Regions from separate parts of the Zea mays genome. Here region 1 is linked to region 2. A link is a contact called in public Hi-C data. All regions are on one chromosome and are shown on one strand. Each heading gives the region's core, a stretch centred on a gene start, on an enhancer-like site or on the middle of the called end of the contact. The rest is flanking DNA. Distances are from core to core; before and after follow the strand shown.

Region 1 (7,103 bases), core at 238-2,737, 270 kb after region 2:
GATATCGCAAGATTATGTGAACATGGCAAATAGCTAAGCTCATTAACTTTGCTCCTAGAGATTTAATTTTCCCATGGCCTTAAGCTCATCCACATCCGTTCCTGGTGTATACATGGTGCATATCCATTTCTGATGTATTGGGGGCGTTTCTGTCTACTTTTGCAGTGTCAAATTTCCACGTGCAATGTGAGCGTGAATTGTGCTCTGCCCGTAATCCTTAAAGCTGGGGTGGTGATAAAAAGAAGGTTCTTGGATGAGGAATGGTTGGTGGACGTTCAGTTACATTCAGCTTCTGTCCAATCTCTGAAGTTTTTCGCACGTGTCGTACGTTTTGTGTCAATGGTCACGTAGGCTCTCTTGTCCTAAAGGCAGCCGAGGTTACAGTGTCACGCTTAGCTAGTTTAAAAGAAGAGAAGATAAACTTAGAAAGAGAAAATCTTCTATAAATAATTAAATATCTTATTTAAATAATACTTGCCTCTGTTTTTATTTATTTGACGCTGCACGGTTTAACTTTATACTAACGGGCGACATATAAAAACAAACGAAGGGATTACTTCTTAGGGATTTTTACCTGATAAAAGGTAAGGATCTAATGCCCCGTTTGAATCCCTGGAATTAAATTCCATTTTAATAATAGTAATTTAGATACATATCAATTAAACTAATTCGGTTATATATAAAATATATTTGTATATTATTATTAACAAGATATCGGAAATATTTATATGTTATATTTTTACTATAAAGGAGTGAGCCGAAAAACGTCCTATAGTTTATAGAGTAAAAATAAATTCTAATGATATATAAAATTAATTCTCATCCTACACTCCATAAATTTGAGATAAGTCTATATCTAAACTTTGAAAAGTAGTGAAATGTCAAATTTCAAAGTAAATAAGATACTTTATTAAGTAAATTTTAATTCCTCTAAAATAAATGGATCTAAATGTCTCGTAAGCGTATTTGAGTTTTCAAACTAGTTACTTTATTAAGTAAATTTTAATTCCCCTAAAATAAATGGATCTAAACGTCTCGTAAGCGTATTTGAGTTTTCAAACTAGTTCTCGCACTCACGGCTGCGCATTGCGCATAAGGTGGTGACCGAGGCCCCTTCTTCCGATTTTTTTGCAATTTGACATTTTTTCGAAATAATTTCACGTTTAGATCCCTAAATGATTTAATGTTATTTTTGGATCTTTACTCGACGCCATGACTCATAGCACTGAGGTAACACGTCTCGGCGCCATGGCCTATAGTGCCGAGGTATCTTTTAGCTCGGCGTCACAGATCGTGGCGCCGAGCTAGGCCACGTCAGCTGCCAGCGTGCACCTCGGCGGCAGCTCATCAGGCATGCCGAGTAAAGAGTCCAAAAATGACATTAAATTATTATGGGGTTCAAATGTAAAATTGTTTCAGAGAAATAACTAAATTGCAAAAAATTCGGCCCCTTCTATATAAAGGCCTTCATTTCCGTTCGAAAAGCCGCGTGCAAGCACCGCAGAAACAAACAAAAAAACACCCGGGAAATCCAAGCAGCTGTTGCAACCGGTTCCTTCGAGGAGAACGTGAGAAAGAAGCATGAGGCCCCAGGTGCTGCTCGTCGCACTGGCCGTCTTCGCCGTCCTCGTAGCTCTGCCACTGGGCAAAGGTGAGGCTTGGACCTTTCGTTTAATTTCTCCATCGCCAGAACCACTTGAAACGACGGGGGTCGGTCGGTTCGGCGGCCTGGTCTTTGGTTACCGCAGCGCACGAGGAGGAGGAGGAGGAAGGGCTTGAACTCGAAGCCAGCAGGAGGCGGTGGCCGTGCTGCGACCAGTGCGGCATTTGCACCAGGTCGCAGCCGCCGATATGCGAGTGCAGGGACACGTCGACGACCGGCTGCCACCCGGCTTGCAAGGCGTGCGCCCTGTCCATCTCCGACGGCCTCTTCGTGTGCAAGGACAAGATCGTCAACTTCTGCAAGCGCCGCTGCACCCGTCGTACTGATGATGATGATGCGTGACTTATAATCTAAGTGGGCAAATAACCTTGCCAATAAATAATTTCCGTTCGGAGCTCCATTTGCATCTTTCTCAAGATGCAGACGACAGGGTTTAAATAATCAAGGCGATGCTTGCTTGCTCGTCGCCTTTTTACTCGTACAGTTTCTGAAATAAAGAGCATGGGTATGTTATGCTCGGAGATATATGTAGTCATGAGACGTAAAAGAATGCAATATACGCTTTGGTTATGTGCATCTTTAGATGCCATAGACCGAGGCATGATTATTTCGCGGTGATAGCTAATAACGCATGGCTACTTTAGCGTCTGGGAAGCTTCCAGAAGAAAGGCAAGGTAGAAGAAGACTTGAAAGAGGGGGAAACTGAGTGGCGTATGGTTTCTGTTATTTTCTTCGATGCCGTTCCAGCGTTCTCGTCGTGCCCAAGTACTGTAGGACATCCGACACCACGCCCGCACGGTGTGTCGTTCACACGGCCCAAACACACATAGCCCACTTGTACTTACACGGCCCATTGCAGCCCACTATATTTGATACTTGGACGTCGTTCCCGCGCTTGTGCCATCTTCGCGTTCGGTTCTTCAGTTGTCGACTTCTTCAACGCATCCGATTGAGCCTCCATTGATGCCTTCTCCTTGGAGCTGCTGACATTGCCCTGACCTTAAAAGCCAGCTTGCCCCCAAACTGGTGCGCCAGGGAATTTAGCGCGCAGAGCTTCAGTATCTTCCTAAGTTGCCAGTTCTTCATCCATATCGGACCACAAGACCTTCACTTGGTTGATGAGTTCACCGCCACGCATGATTATCCATCGCTGCAAGAACTGGAGAGGTACCTGTATGGCATGAACACTATGTGGCAGGTTAGGAACCAAAGTTTGGTCGCGACCCAAGGCGATTTCAGTTGGGAAACACGAAACACTAGGTGGATCGAACTGGAAGTGGGCAATTGCAGGCGATAAGCCACTGCACCCACGCGCTCAAGTATCTTGTATGGCCCAAAGAATTTGAAGGAGAGCTTATGGCTGGAACGAGGAGCAACCGATGACTGAATATACGGCTGAAGTTTGAGGTATACTGACTCTCCAACAGCAAAGGAACGTTATGAACGCCGCTTGTTACCTTGCCGCTTCATTCTGTCATGAGCTCTTGTCAAATGTAGCTTGATCACCTTTGTCATGAGCTCACACGTTCATGCAACCAGACCGCTAGAACAGGAACCCGAATAACAGCATCATCAGTTATGCCAAAGTATTTTGGTTCATACCCATATAGCACGGCAAAATGAGTATGGCCCAAAGCTGACTTGTAGCTGGTGTTGTACCAGTACTCGGCGACTGACAACCATTGCGACCATTTGGTTGGACATGTGTGCACAAAGCATTTTAGAAATGTCTCGAGGCACTGGTTCAGACGTTCGGTCTGCCCATCCGACTGGGATGATAGGAAGAAGATATGTTTAGAGTGGTGCCCGTAAGCTGAAACATTGAGTGCCAAAAATGACTAGTGAATGTTAGAGTACTCGTTTAGTGTTTAGGGTTTCTCACGTGATATAGGTAGTGTTTGGTTACTAGGGACTAATTTTTAGTCCCTCCATTTTATTCCACTTTAGTCTATAAATTGCAAAATATGGAAACTATAACTCTATTTTAGTTTTCATATTTGACAATTTAGTGACTAAAGTGGAATAAATTAGAGGGACTAAAAATTAGTCTCTAAAACCAAACACCCCCATAGATCTAGATTAGTTTTCAACTTCTCCCCTCCCTCCCCACTCCAGCTGCTGCAGTAGCAGCAGCCGCCGGCCACCCCCACCGTCGGTCGCCCCTCCCCCAACCGTCGACATCGCCTACCGCGGCGTCTCCCTCCCCAGTCCCCAACACCCTTGCTCCCGCCCGCCTCTACCTCCCCTGTCCCCCGCAACCGCCAGCAGGCCACCGCCAACCGGATCACCGTCGGAGCCCACCAGATCTTCCCATGGTGGCCCCTCCTCCTTCCCCCTCAAGCGCGTCCGCCGACGTGGCCATGGCCGCGGGCGCCGCCTCCCTGTCCAGTCCAGGCACGGCTGCCGCAGCCCGCACGCGCCGCCCTCACTGCCTCCCTCGTTGTTGTCGGCCTGCCCCATGAGCATCGGCCCTGACTTCGGCCCCTGCAGCGAGCCCCCTTTCGGAGGGGACCCCTACATCGCCAGCCTCCGGTCCCTCCCCGACGCGACCATCGCTGCCTATCCACGCCGCGGTTCCCCTCCGGGCTTCCCCGCCCTTGCAGCCCATACATGGTCCGACGTCGTCGCTTCCCTGCCGGCTTCCTCGGCGCTGGTTACGGCCATCGCCACCATCCAGGCGGCTGTTTCTGCTTCTCGCGACCACAAGCGCGTCGCGACACTCGTCCTGGAGTCAGAGCATGCCATGAGCGCCGCTGCTCTGACCGCCCGGATGGCCACCACGCAGCACCTCATCCTCGGGCATCCTCCAGTCGTTCATGAGGCTCATCCGCCCACTGCTAAGGGCCCCCTCACCTCTGAACTCGACGCTGACCACGTCGCTACTCTTCACGCTCAGGCCACCAGGTTGCACAATATCCGATCCCTCATGTCCATCATATTGGACCCAACATCCTCCCACAACCCTTGTTGGTGGAGTCAGATCCTCCTCACTCTTTAGCGATATGCACTTGCCGATCACATCCTCAACGACCTCGTCGCCCTGCCGTATCCTTCCTTTGTTGCTGAGCAAAGGGACTGCTTCCACTACCATTCATTTGGTACCAAACACCCTTGCTCAAACTCAAGTTCTTAAAATCCATATCCATGTTGAGAAAGGCCTCTCAATTTCTTCGTTTTTGGTGCTCAATGCCAAAGGGGAAAATTACTAGGCCAAAGCAAAAGAACCGCACCGCCAAAGCAAAAGGACTGTACCACCACCTTGTTTTTTAAAACTTTTTAGTCTTCCAAATTGGTACTGTTTCATTTAAGAAAACCCTCTTGACAGCTAAGAGGAGAAAAATGTTTTCAAACTAAAAGGTGAGAATTTGTTCATGGAGAGCATTTATTTGGCCAAAACAAAAGCAAGGGGAAGAATTCTTCAAAACTTAGAAATGCTTGTGAAAATTCCATTTCTATACTTTCGGCCAAAAGAAAATGAGTTTGAAAAGATTTTATCAAAAGTTTGCAAAATCGAATGCAACTGGTGCAAATGTGTTCCAAAATGTTAATCATGTCAAAAACACTCATATTCACTTAGAACTGCTTTGTACTTAGTATCTTATGAATACTTGAGCAAATTGCAAACTAGTTACAATTTTCATAATATGATATTTGCTTTGTTTATGTGTTGACATCAACCAAAAAGGGAGAGATTGAAAGGTAAATGACTTTAAACCATTTTCTATATTGATTTTGGAGCTTGATGACCATCACAACCATGCCCCCACCGGCGGCATCGACGAACCACCCGTCTTCCGGTGTGCGGACATCCTCATCAGCTTCTGCGAGCGCAGATGCACGCCGCCTGAGGCTATCTAAAGGCCGGCAAATGTCGATGCTTGCTCATCGTTTCGTAACGTTTCCGGAACAAAGAGCTCTCAAAGCTAGCTTTATGATCGGCTATGTGCTGAATCCTGAATTAATGGAAGCTTTGGCTAGGCCAGGATATGACTTCTCGGTTATTTAAGAACTACACTTAATGCTACATACAAAGTCATCGATGAAACGAGCATACGACAACAACAGATGAAAATTGTTCGTTCTATGCTTTACTCAAGGGCCCCTTCATTGGATCTGCTGCAATGCAACAATATGCTGACGTCACTCAGCCCTGCCGAAAATGCAACCCACACCACATGCCTGTTGCCAGTAGTGCTTAAGATAAACATGTGCCTTTTCCCCCCTTGGAAGACAAAAGCATATATCCCTACTTTTTTGGCGTAAATTTCAACTCTGGTTACAGATTGATTTCGTACCGAAAATGATCTTCATTTTAGATCTCACCATCCCAGAGTTCGTCGATTGTTTTGTAAATACTCTGGGGGTGCACAAACGCGTCATTTCTGATTTGCTTAACCTGTTCCCCCACCAAAAGGAGTACTAGTTCATATGGATAGAGTGCTAGAGACATTATTGCAAAGATATATGACTTCCTGCATAATAATAACTTAATTAAAAATGGGGAGGATATGTACCTGTTCAATTTCAGAAAACTTGGCGCACAGCTCATCAGGAATGGACCAACCAAACAGGTCAATGTTCTCCTTCAACCTCGACTCATTGGCGCTTTTGGGAAGCACGCTCTGGCCCTGCTGGATACCCCATCGCAGAGCAACCTGTGCCGGAGTTTTCCCCAAGCTCTCGGCTACGGATGCGACCACCGGGTCACTGGCGACGGCTTTCATCCTGCCTAGCGGCGCGTACGCCTGCAGAAAAAAGAACATGAGAAGGAGAAAAAAAAATGCCCAGAATCATGGTACATGCCATGGCAGGCAGGCTCAAAACCATGGGAGACTCACAGAGAAATGAACCCCGCTGGAGCAGCAGAACGCTCTGAGCCTCGCCTGCTGCCAGCCGGGGTGACACTCCACCTGATCAACGGCTGGAGTGACACGGGCTACGGCAAGCAGATCGGCCAGCTTCCTGGTCGAGAAATTGCTGACGCCTACCGCGCGAGCCTTGCCTGAGCCGTACAGCCTCTCCATTGCCTGCCAGGTCTTGGGCATGTCGAGGTGGACGAAGTTCTCTGGACTGAGCTCGCTGCCTCTCTTTATCTGGAAGGGCCAGTGTATCTACGAAGGTCCCGGAGGTTTATTAGTAGTAGCAAAGAAAGGGGGTCTGTTGGCTCTTGGCCTCTTGCAGTGTACGTATTCAGGTTACCAGGTACAGGTCAAGATAATCTAGCTGCAGATCATTCAGGGTGATGTCGATCGCCAACGGCACGTCTTCAGGTGCGAGATCGCTGCACCTGTGTAGCTTGACGCTCAGGTTGTTACGAGACTGATGGACACGAGAGCAGTAACACAGTATCCATGGTAGTACCATATCTTTGAGGTGATGAAAAGGTCTTCTCGCTTGACGACGCCGTCATCAAAGAGCTTGTTCAGAGCAACGCCGATCT
Region 2 (6,684 bases), core at 3,425-5,924:
GATCTTTACTCATGGTATTTTCCACTTGATGTGGAATTACGGTATCCTCTAAAGCCACGATGGCAGAAACCTATAAGGTTTAGGCGTTACTGGCAAAATATCCCTATTGTGCCAGAATGACAGACTATAACGATATATCTGATCGATAAAAAATCCCTGATGGATTACGATCTTTGATGGACTTTTGTTACATCATCATAGACGTTGCAATAGATGAACGTCTGGAGCGATGTGTCATATTTAGAATATATACTATTGCAACTATATTACCCCTAAGTCCCATAGAAGGACATTTTACTTGGTTTGCACAACTATGTATAAATCGTGGTGTAAGATAGAAAATTATAGCACCCCAACCTCATCCATTCTCGTTATTCTAGATGAACAATGAGACATATATCTTGAAGAATCGTGAGACAATAAATGTCATATTCTATGCCCTGAAGGCGTGAGCTTGATGATCAATATGTGAACCTTTATGGAACTTTCTATCAAATATATAGATCCCGTCGATCGAACACCATCGGTCAAAGTGGCTTATTTATATTGATACGTGCACTTACCTCGTATATCCTAAAAGTGAGTAGAGGTAAAGTTCCTAAAATAGTCCTTGCAAGGATATGCAATCTGATTGCTAAATCTTTAATGCATATACTTCCAGAAGAAGATGTTTTGCCTTATTGATACGATTTTGCAAGGATCAGGGGAGCACATTTCTAAAAGTTAGCCCTTGTAGAAGATTCGATAGAATCTAGATCCGAGAGGATCGAAATCTGTCCCGATGACAGTTGTTGTACTCTTTTTCCCTTGGTGAGTTTTCTTGAAGTTTCTCACATGAGGTTTTTAACGAGGCAACAAAGTGCAAATGCAATTTGTATCACCATGCACTCTTTCTCCATATTTTTTCCCACTGAGTTTTTCGGAGTTTTAACGAGGCATGTGTTGGTCATGGTATTCGTCCAAGGGGGAGTGTTAAGTAACCCTAGTTAGGGTTATGTGGACAAATACCTGCTTTGCCTCTGAGGGGCCTCACATCTCTATATAAGGAATTTGTACACCACCTCATAAGATAGAGAGATCAGAAAGAGGCCAGAGGCCCAACCCTATATCATGTGTCTTTTGTGTTCCTCTGTCGTGCTTATGGGAAGGGAGACGGGTCTTCCATAACTTCTCGCGCCTCTACTGCTGACGGGAGGGAAGGGAGCGAATCCGGTGATCCGTGGTAACGTAGTTCTCAACACTTACAAACATGCCGAAGCGGCTCTTGGGCCATTAAGGCCTATGGGCCGGGCCCAATCGAAGTGCACGTGGCCGTGGACGCGACGCGAACCCAGTAACCCACCCTTCGTCCTTGATTTGCCTGTGCGCGGCGCGGCAGCCGGCAGGACAACTGGACAAGCCAGTCCGCCAGTAGGCGTTCGATCGCGCGCCACTCGTCGTGACTAGTTCTGCAAGTTTGGGTCGTGCTTACTGGGCCAGCACGAGCCCGACACGAAATATAAGGCACGTAGCCCGGCCCAGCACGAATTAGAAAAAAACGGGCTAGCACGGCACGTTAGACGGACCGGGCCGTGCTTCGGCTTGTGGCCCTACGGCCCAAGTAGCCCGGCACGCCTTCGTGGGCTGTGCTCGGGCCAGCCCGGCACGATTTTTATTGGCCAGCCCGGCACTGCGCTCTATCCCTCCTGCGCTCGATTATGCTCTGTCCCAGCAGCGGCGTGCTACAGGGAGGATGCAAAAGGCCGATTTCCACGCGCGGCCCAAACTTTTCTGTCTCTAAAACAGGATCTTTTCTGTCTCAGCGCATTTGAATTTCCACGCGCGGGGGCCGGGGGCATGCAAAAGCCTGCGGCGTGGCGTCCTTGCGTGCATGTGGTTGGCTGTGGCCACTGGCCAGACAGGCAGAGGCGCGCACAGCTCAAAAGCGAGCGAAAGCAGTAGAGAAAAAGGAGGGGAAGGCCAAAGACGCAGCAGCCCGACGGCGACCGAGATGCAGAGGCCGATACGTGCCGTGCCTGGGCCAGCACGGCCCGACGGAAGCCCGTCGTGTTTTAGGGCCGTGCTGGGCCTTATTTTTACTCACTAGGCCCGGTAAGGCACGACCCAATTTTATTTCGTGCTTGCTAGGCCCGACTAACTGAGGCTCGAAGCACGACGGGCTCGTGCCGGGCCGGCACGGCACGGCCCAAGTTGCAGCACTAGTCGTGACACGGTGACAGCGCCGCGCGTCTCTCGTCTCGCTCATCACAAGGGCAAGTGGCGAGCAGCGGCCGGGCGCACGCAACCCATGAAACCACAAGCTTGTCACGGGAGATCGATGCCAAAGCAAACCGGAGTGAAAGCGAACGGAAATCTAGCGGACGACGAGACCGCGATTAGGAGGAATTGGACCGTCCGCAACGGCGACCCGCTCGTGCACCTCCATATCCGGCAGCCGGCACCACGGCCACGGCCGCGAGGAGGCGAAGAACGTCGTCTGGTCCCGCACCGGATCGCTAAGCTGTCATGGGCGTCCGATCCCGAGGTGTTCTACATGCTCAACGCCGTGGCCCGGCAGAAAGAGGTGCGCTTCTTATCGGCGCCACCGGTTCACCATGCCTTGTTCATCATCGGCGGTGCTGTTCTGTTGCTGTTCGATGCAAGGCAAGCTGCGTCTAGATGGTAATACTGATGCCGCGTTTGTGCTGCACGCACCATGCTGGACGCACCATGCTGGACGCATACAGCTGTGCGTGGCGATCAACGTGTGCTGGGGTGACCAGAGGGAGAAGGTGTGCGACGCGACGGAGGACGGGAGGAGCTCCATCTCGAGTCGCTCGTCATGGCTAGCCGTGGCCTCGGCCAGATCCAAAGGTAAGGTACGCCCGCTGTAGCAACAGCATTAGCAGTTCTCCCTGAAACAAAACAACCATTCAAGGCTCGCGACATGCTCGACGTTCTGAGAATCACCACACGCAAAGCGTCGCTCATGATCCATCATCGGACACGAAACGCAGTCCAGTCATATACGGCTCGAACTTCCAGTGTGCCGACGAAATGATACAGCATGCGTATCACCTGCATATATCTAGCTTTTCCTTATTGTTTTTACTCTGCTGGACGAATTTATGTGCTGTCTGATGCATCATGCCCTGTGACTGTCGTCAAGTCAAAAGTAGTGGCTGGCCTCTAATTTCCAGAAATATGAATCTGCAATTAACCTAGGCAAACCCAAACAACCCAAACAATAAATCCGATCTATTGTTGCACCTTACTTTCAGTTTCAGCTGTTAGCACCTTACTTTCTCTAGTTGCAACTGGACTCTTTTTTTTTAGTGTGAAGTGAAAGGCTGGCAGATAAACTGCCCAGCTTGTATCACTACACTACAGGAGAATGTCACTGGACAGCATGACTAAACCATTAACAAAGGATGATTCTGCTTCTGGTCTAAGTTTTCTTCCCCTCTTTTCTGCCTACAGATCTGCAAGCTCATGAAGTACTGCTACTGATAGCTGGTTTCCTTCTTAGTTATGGGGAGTGCTATATGCGATTAGATAGGAACAGATATCAGAACACTAATAGCGTGTTTGGTTTGCAAGATGACCGGTCTGAAATAATCCGATTCAAACACCGAAGCTGCTGGAACTGTTTGGTTAACGTAGTGGAGCCAACTCGTCCGTCACAAACACGTTCAGCAACATACCAAATCTGCAGGTTGGGTCGGTTCCTCCAATTTCGCCAGACAAGTATGACGAGTGTATGCTGAACGTACTCAACCCTACAACCAAACACGTTGTAAAAGATGCACATATTTGCACTAGTCACTCTATGAATTTCAAATTGTTGCTGTAAAAAATTGGAATCAGACACTGAAAATCCACGCTGTGCTATGTTCTGTTACTGTTTTTTTTTAAACCATGCACGTCATGCTGCAGGAGACGAAAAATTGGGACGAAACTTGGGTCCAGATAAACTGACACACTGAAGCCGCCTGAAACTCTGAAGCAGACTAAAAGTTTTCAGGGAGCAGGGGAACTTCAGTTCTTTATTGCCCAACGGAAGCTACAGAACGCATATTACGTATATAATCCTCTGGTTCATAAGGTTACAAAGCTATTAAAAGGGCCCAAAACTGCATCCCAAGAAAGAAGAAACTGAAACATGCTAGAAGCTTATGTGAAGGGGTGGGGAACACGCTCACGTCAGATGTAGAGGTGAGGCTGCAGGATGACGAGGAAGAGCATGAGCAGCAGGAAGTAGATGACGGCGTGGACGAGCATGGACGGGAAGCTGGTCTTCATGTTCATGAGGTCGACGGGGCGGTGCCGGCCGGGCATCTGCAGCACGCCGCCCGGGCACAGGAGCGCGAACAGCGCCGTGGCGATGATCGACGGCGCCCAGTCCCTCATCGCCTCCCTGCTGTGCTCAACGGGCAAGCAGCAGCCAAGCACAGGAGAGGGAGAAGCGAACCAGTGGAAGGCAAAGGCAGGCAGTCACTGGGCCAGGTGCACGGATGCTTAAGACGCGCACGGTACTACGGTAGTGGTACAGACTACGGACGGAAAGCATGGCATCGGGCACCGAGCACACTACGGCTGTCGACGAGGGAATCGGTGGAATGGTTGGGTTGATTGAGAAGGCGTCATCATAACGCCGAACCGGAGCTTTTGAGCACGGAAACGGCGCCTTTTTGCGGTGGGATTAGTTGGGGGCTATCGTGGCTCGGCAAGGAGGGCACGGCGGTCGGCGGGTGCGTGTTTCACTGTACTAACGTTTGGGAGGAGATTGATTGGTGGCATGGGCGACTTTTGCTGAAGAATCAAACCACAAAGCCAGAAGAATTTGTGGATGTCGCGATGGGAGGTTAACTAGCAGAAGCTATGCTCACCAAACGTCTCTCCTGGATGCAGTTAGCTGAAATTTGCTGAAGTTCTTTTGTTTTTCTGCAGCTATTCAATTGCTCGTATGAGATTTCATTTTACAGGCTCAATATCACTTTCTCTCAGTCAGTCAAGTCGAGCAACACACAAGAACCTCCTGTCCCATCGTTTTGCTTTCAGCGATACTGTTGGTCCGCGAGTCGGTGTCCGCGGTACGCGAGGTGTTGCTTCAGGATTGCTGTTCATGCAACACGGCCGGTGCCCAGCCCATACGCGTGCCTTGTCTTGTCGTATGGGTATGACGTTCCGGAGGTTCACTTCACATCTGGCGTGTGACGTCCATAAGGACTGCCGTTCTAGATCTGATTTGAATGATGGCATGCCTATCCAGCTCCCATGAATGTCCTCACGCAGTCACGCTCTCCGGCGCTTCGCTCAAAAAAAAAAAAAGTTACACAAAAACTCTAAATCCATCAAATCCATATTATATAGGAATGTTGGTCCAAGTGAAATTACCTTGCCACCAATAAAAGATGTTTGTCGCAGTGAAGAGGAGAAAATTGAGATGGAGGAGATAAAACTGACGCCGTATTATATAGGAATACAAAGGTTGACGTCGAGATCTATGACGCCAAGGTCGCGACATAGACCTTGGCGTCTATCCCCTACCACATAGGCGCCACGCCACCACCACGTCCTCGACCGCATCCGAGACCTAGGCGTCAATAGCATCGGCGTCGACTAGTGTTAGCTAAGTGCTAATGCTATTGACGCCGACCTAAGGGTCTATTTTTCAAAATAAAACTGAAAATAACATACATATTTGTGAAAATTAAACCTAAAAAAGGCTAAATTACAAAAAAGTTGACTATGTCGAGCAGGATCTTCAGCTAAATCATAAATACCTGCTCTTACCATGTCCATACGCTTAAGGCCCTAGTAATGAAAGATGCACTTCTCAAGTATAGCAGAAAGCTTTGAGTGAGAAATGAAACGTCTCCTAAAGTGTTAAGCAGGACTTGTGAGAATATGTGCTCTGAGGAGGGGTGACGTCTCCTTATGTAAGCTAGGAAAGACTGAGAAGAGGATCGTAAGACGGTCTCAATTTTATTGCACCGATTGTAATTACTACTGGTATTTGTGATTAGTCACGGATTAGTGGATTACTATCGGTCGTCTGTAGGCATGAGTCGTCTTCAGTTCAGAGCTCCGTCCTGCGAAGGCTGGCCACTAGCCACGGGGACATCGCATGTGCATGTTCCCACTTGAACAGCGTGCTACTAGCCAAATGCTGACAAGGACCAGGGGCATCAGATGCGCTTCCCTCAAGCTTCCAAGTGAAGACTGTAGTTCCCCAAAAGCAAACTTTTGGTGGACCCTATAAAATAGAGGATACAAAGATGATAATGTTTAATATTATTTATAAATAGATTTTTAAAATATAGAATGAGACAGAGATGAGATAAGCTCCTGAAGACGGCCTTGCATTGCATATGCGGCAGGGCCTCAACTCTCGGATCTCATTCTCAAATCAGTTTTATACAGCTTCTCTGTCGGCTTCATGAATCGTTTGAAGGATAGAGAGAAATAAAGGAGGAAAAAGGAGTATATAATAGTCATTTCAATGTTTAAGAGCTATTTTCTATGACATGTGAAGTTAATTTGCTAAATAGGATCTAAACGGCTCTAGCATCACCTGCAACCAACATTGTTGTTCATAGAAAAGTGAAATTGCAGTACCATGACCTTAGTTTGACTTTTAGAAGCTAGTGATCCTCACTCTATGTTCCAGAAGGGTGTAACCCTATACATCTAAACTAAGTC

The links. Hi-C and Micro-C count contacts between places; a contact is called where the count stands out from the background.
Region 1: a Hi-C map of leaf shows a contact between it and region 2, with 8 times the contacts expected there. The contact joins the promoter of LOC100281908 here to the promoter of LOC110091767 in region 2. A contact is called at or near these places in 2 of 25 Hi-C or Micro-C datasets (leaf and tassel).

What each region holds. Positions count from the first base shown.
Region 1 is chr3:184,694,482-184,701,584 of Zm-B73-REFERENCE-NAM-5.0, forward strand. It overlaps LOC100281908 (Bowman-Birk type trypsin inhibitor), which reads left to right and starts at 1,488. Exons shown (of 2, transcript NM_001154827.2): 1 at 1,488-1,651; 2 at 1,749-2,150. The coding sequence starts at 1,582. The coding sequence ends at 2,005. LOC100381673 reads right to left here. Exons shown (of 6, transcript NM_001174486.1): 2 at 7,025-7,101; 3 at 6,863-6,958; 4 at 6,502-6,774; 5 at 6,178-6,408; 6 at 5,754-6,059. The coding sequence starts at 7,027. The coding sequence ends at 5,976.
Region 2 is chr3:184,417,444-184,424,127 of Zm-B73-REFERENCE-NAM-5.0, forward strand. LOC110091767 reads right to left here and starts at 4,675. Exons shown (of 1, transcript NM_001350276.1): 1 at 4,046-4,675. The coding sequence starts at 4,389. The coding sequence ends at 4,183. LOC100279064 reads left to right here and starts at 2,244. Exons shown (of 3, transcript NM_001350275.1): 1 at 2,244-2,563; 2 at 2,727-2,853; 3 at 3,460-3,829. The coding sequence starts at 2,288. The coding sequence ends at 3,746.